2 separate regions of the Columba livia genome follow, and region 1 is linked to region 2. The links are chromatin contacts, called in public Hi-C maps. All regions are on one chromosome and are shown on one strand. Each heading gives the region's core, a stretch centred on a gene start, on an enhancer-like site or on the middle of the called end of the contact. The rest is flanking DNA. Distances are from core to core; before and after follow the strand shown.

Region 1 (2,700 bases), core at 153-2,652, 290 kb after region 2:
TCTTCAGACCAACTCGCCTCTTCCACCCCATCTTCCTTCCAAAATCTCTTTCCACCTCCACTCAAACTCTACCTAAATTGTCCCTTCTACGTTTATACTGCCTGATTATTTCACAAATTTGCTGTGCTCAGAAGTACACAGGTCCTTTGCCAACTACAAAGCCTGAGCTGTCTGCTCTCTCACACTGCAGTTTGAAACAAGTGGATTTCGCATTGGCATGTTATAATTCAAGCTTTGTTTGCACTACCAGCATGCTAAAAAAGAAGAAAAGTTAAAGTGTTACAGTTCAGAACAACTTGAGCATTACTCTATTTGCCAGCTATCTCCAGGAAGCATGAAGGAATTCCGACTATTTCTCAGTCTGCCGTGAAACTTCATGACTCGTTACGAACACGTTGCGACCAGCACATCTTGCATGCAGTTTTACCTCTGGTATATCTTTGTTCCACATCACTAACTGAACGCAAATTCAGGTCCTCCTCCAAATCGCAGACCCGGTGCAGACACAGAGCCTTTCTCAGCCAGCTGATCCGCTCTCGTTTCTCCCGAGCAATGCTAATGCTCCCGGCGCCAGCGCACACAGACGAGCTAAGGCTGAGCAGACAAAGACGACGGAGGTGGAAAAGCCTCTTACCAATGAATTAGGTGTCGCTTCCCCAGCTCCGACAGAGGAACAGCCCTCACCCTCCGAGCGGCTCCGCGCCGGCCAGCGACGGGAGGCTCCGCCGCAGCCCCCGCCCCGCGGGCTGCTGGAGGCGACCCCCGCGGCCGCGCCGCGCTGCCCTGGCCGGCACGCCACGCCACGCCACGCCACCGCGGCCGGTCCCCCGGGGAGCAGCTGCGGGCCGGGCCACGCCGCCCGCGTACAGCTGCCTGTTGCTCGCCGTCGGCACCGACCGACTTCCAGGAGGTGCTGCACCTGCGGGCGGGCGGTCCCGCCGCCGGACCCGGAGGGACGAGGTGGTGGCCGCGGGTCCGACCCAGCGGCGGCCGCAGGGCAGCGCCCCCCGGGGCAGGCGGACCCCGCGCCGGCCGAGCGGCACCGCGGGCAGCCCTCCCCGGGCCAGCCCCGCGGCGGCGACGCCGGCGCCGGCCTCCTCACGCCGGAGGGGCGGCGGACCCCGCTCGCCCCCTCGGAGGAAGCGGCGGCGGCTCCCCGCGGCCAGGGCGGCGGCCAAGCCTACCTTGGTGCCCTGCACAGGGCCCGGGCCGGCGGCTCCTCCTTCGGCTGCGGCGGCTATTGCTGCTACCCATGCCCGGGGCCGGGAGGCGGCGGGCCGTGGCGCCGGGGGCTTCGAGGCTCCTGCGGGGCCGGGGCCCCCCGGGCTCCCTCGCCCAGCTCCTGTTTACCGCGGCTCCCCGGCCGGCCGGGCTGCCTGTCACCGCGCCGCCCCGCCCCGGCCCGCCCCCGCCGCCATGGCCCGGAGCAGGACGGGGAAGCGAGGCGGCCGCACGGCGCCGGGGCCGCGGCTCCCCCTGCGGGACGGTGACTTACCGGGAGCTGCGAGGTGAAAATCGACAGCGAAGCGATCGGTTTCCAGTTGTCGTGAACTTTTACTCTCACCCTTACCTCCTGCTGCCACAAACGGTGATGCTAATGTCATGTCCGAGGGGCTTGTTCTTTAGTCTTTAGCAGAAGTAGATAGGTGAACTAACATCACAAGGTGCCCCGTAACTTTTAAAAAGTGTATATATGCTGTAAGCCTGAAGATGCCCTATAGCCACCTTCATAAGGTGTTTTGTATTAGTTATTCACCTGCATGTATTGATTTACCATCAGAAGATTATGTAAACAAAAAGTACTAAAAGGATGCTAATGAAGTTTACCCCATAGCTATATCTGGGTGCCATACTCTCTGTTGCTGTTTTACTCTTCCATTGTGAAAGTCGCACACCTCAGTCATTTCTTCCCAAAGAGGAATCTCCTTGGGAATGTCCTGAGGTATACTGGAAGAGGTGAGCCAGGACAAGAGGTGAATTATACGGGGGAAAAAAGCAAAGTGAGAGTTTAATGAGCAAATGCAACTGGAGAGATTTCCTCTGTCCAGACATGGTATCTGTCCCGCTGGGGAATAAGTGGAAAAGAGGTGGAAGTCAAGCAGCCCCGCTGAACTCTTTGTCAGTACAGCACAGACAGAAAAGCAGATGCTATTAAGAGAAAAAACTGACAGAAAGCAAGCAAAGCTGCTGACTTAACATGCAAGTTCATTCACTAGACCTAGTCCAAGTTTTTCATCTCCCAAGTCTGCACTTTTTCACATCAATTAATTTACAGGACTCCAGGGAGATTACATTTACCCTTAGAAAACAATGAGAAAACCATAAAATGAGTAAGGTAAACCCTTTTGATGCAGAGTACAACCACCCCCTACAGAAAAATGACATAATAGTTTTTCAGAGCACAGAGAAGCTGGGCTGAAATTCTTTCACTACATTTCAGAGTTAGGACCCAGCACACCCATGAAGTGAAGGTAGAGAAGCACCGCCCACAGACCACACAGCGTGTCTTCCAGGGAGAATGTGTCTACAGCTCCTATTTAGTCCTATGAAGACTGAAGTTAAAAAACAGATATTTAGATTGTATCCCCTTTTAAGACAGAGTATGGTAGCTTGCACATGTGATTATAATTGTGTTCTCTTAGGAGGCAGTTTATCGTAATGCTGGCCTGTAAAGAAAATCAGTTCCCATCCAAAGCTGTA
Region 2 (2,700 bases), core at 150-2,649:
ATGGAAGTTTAGGAAATCAATACCTTGCAGAGCAATAGTAAAGGTTATTCATCATCAAACTAAGACTAAGAGATCACAAATATTTACTAATTATATTCTGGAAAGAAGCAAAATGACCATTGTCTTGTAAAGGACTTTGTAATATTCTCCTACACCTGTTTCTTTCTGCTCAGCCGGAGTTGCACATGCTGTTCTCTGTGAGTCTGCAGCCAGCCAGTGAAATCCTCACCAAAGGTCTTTACACAGGTACATGAATGCAAGAAAGCTTTCCAGTGTTAGGAAGTATGTATTTATACCCATGCAAATGTTTATGGAGACTTATTGTTAAGTTGTACAACACAGTAACAAGTTTCTCCTAACAAGGTTGGTTTCATTCTGTGCTTGTCTAAGATGCACTTCTCTCCCTCTCCATCTTCTCTTCCTCCTCAGATATAGGTTTATCTTGATGGATTGGAGACAGAAGGTGCTTGCTGATGCAGTTTCTACCTGTTGGTCTGCAGAGAGCAGCTTTTGCCTTTTGTTTTGGTTCCTCAAGGAGTGTCTCATCAGATGGTTTGCTATCTTAGCCTCTGCACATTCCTAGAATGAGAATGATCTCAAGTAATTCAAATGCAGAGTAAATCCAGTTGTTTGATGCTAGAATGGAGATACCCAGAGAAGACTTGGTTTAAATGAAAAGTAGTGAAAACAGCAAGCACTTTTTATGCAAGGATTGTGTGTGGAGGAGAGTTGGAGAGTTTGTAGGTACGTTTTGGACGGTTGTCAATTGAAGAGTTGGATGTTTGCAGGTTAGGTGTGGGGTAGAGGGTGAAGCTGACTTTGCCTGGGTGGTGCAACTGAATGGAGTGGAAAGCTGATGCAAAACAGGCTTCTGCAAGTGACCCTAAATCTCAAGATCCAGCTGGCAGCTCCAGACATCTCCTGCAGCCTGGCAGGGCTGGGGGTGGGTCGTACAGAGCTGCAATATTACCAGAGCCCACTGGAGTGACTCACTGCATCAAGACTTCCCCGACCCCCGGAACAAAGCGTCCCCGTCCGCCCCCTCTCCCCAGTGGTAGTTGCACAGAGTCCCACCGTGGCCGCCAGCCTTCGCTGCACCCTGCCGGAGCCTCACCTGGAGCTGAGCTGGGCTGCAGGCAGCCTGAGGGGGTCCGAATAAATCCCACCGGCCTCCTCCTCCTCTTGCCCCCTCTCAGCCCCTCAGGGTCCGTCTCCTAGCAGCCTCCCCACCCCACGGTGGCCTCTGGATCTGTTATCTCCGTTGGGAAGCAGAAAAGGTTTCCTGGATGTGTTTCCTGGTGTTCCCAGGTCTGCTGGGATAATAGGGCTGCTGGTGGTTCCTAAGGACGGGTAGAGCCACCCCTCTGGTAGGTGTCGCCAGCTGAGCTGCTATAAAAGAGAGAGAGATAGAGAGAGGATATGTGCTGTCTGTGGGAAGCTGGTGCTGTGCCCTCTCCTGGCTTGCTGAGCTGGACAGGCTGTTTGGCATGGACTGATTTTCTCATACAACTCCAGCTTGGGCAGGCAATCTTCACCATTCTAGTTGAAAAGTACTTCTGCTGGCAGTGAGTGCCATGAGCTCAGCTCACCTAAACAGCAGAGCTGCAAGCCACTTCAGAGCCTCAGAGGAGCATGAACTAGAGGCAGTAGGGAAGAAAGCATGGGACAATCCTGTTTATAATGGCTCTCCCTCCACCTCCTTGAAGATTCGAGCCATCTACAACCCCAAGTCCATGCTGGAGAATCCCTATGAAAACTTTGAAGAGGTGAGGGCTCCACAGTACTACCAGGAAGAGCAGAGCAAAGCTATGGATGGGAAGACAAGTCCTTTCCTCAAGTGCTGCTTCTACATCTTCAGGGGCATCCGAGGTAAAGTTATGACACCTTACTAGAAAGGACCAACTAGCCCTTGGGGAGAGTGATGGTGTAGTGAGGGGTGGGGTAAGTGTGGGGGTGCAGAAGGTAGAAACCCTATAGTATCCGTGTAGCTCGGGAGCCTGCTTAACATGGACTAGCGTTACTCTCGAGATCATCTTTGGCTGACTTGGAGAGAGCATCCTCATTCCCTGTGCTTTGCTGCAGCTCCAGGTCTGTCCTGTTATCTTTTCTATAAGGCAGGAGGTACAGACAGACTTAGTGGTGTGCTCTTGGTCATGCAGTGAATCTGTTGGCAGAGGTTTGGACTTAGCTTAATTGTCCTGAATCCATAGGAGCCATCACTTTGGTGATGAGACTATTCTGCCTTTGTGTGCATTTTCTAGATTGGGTGGTATTGGGCCGCATGTTACAGTGACTTATGAATATCCACCAAAGAAAATCTAGTAGTGTCGGGACTGAAAAGCAGAGGATAACAGGAATGTATCAAACAAAGTTTTGCTTAAGACAGCTGAAAATAAGAGGTGCTAGTTTCTGATCTAAAAGACAAAGGGGAACGAACGAAATATTTTACAGGTTTATTCAGAGGCAATCAAAAACCTGGGAGCAAGTTAGGTCTCCTGTAAGGATACAGCCCTGGGCAGGAATGTTTGTTGAACAGTTTCTTATAGAAAGCATAAAGTCCTAATACTGTAAAAACAGAGAAGACAAAGCAAGAAACTGTATTTCTTGTGGAAATTATTATTTTCTTGCCTATGTGTCTTTTCTTTGTGACTTGGAAGGCAAGAACCTTTCTCAGAGCTGTACCCTCTAACAGCATGTGTG

What was found. Hi-C and Micro-C count contacts between places; a contact is called where the count stands out from the background.
Region 1: a contact with region 2 is called in a Hi-C map of crop, with 3 times the contacts expected there. The contact joins the promoter of MARCHF8 here to the promoter of PKD2L1 in region 2. A contact is called at or near these places in 2 of 2 Hi-C or Micro-C datasets (crop and liver).

What each region holds. Positions count from the first base shown.
Region 1 is chr6:18,089,085-18,091,784 of bColLiv1.pat.W.v2, forward strand. It overlaps MARCHF8 (membrane associated ring-CH-type finger 8), which reads right to left and starts at 1,403. Exons shown (of 11, transcript XM_065067334.1): 1 at 1,185-1,403.
Region 2 is chr6:17,798,755-17,801,454 of bColLiv1.pat.W.v2, forward strand. PKD2L1 (polycystin 2 like 1, transient receptor potential cation channel) reads left to right here and starts at 1,400. Exons shown (of 15, transcript XM_013368462.3): 1 at 1,400-1,869. The coding sequence starts at 1,575.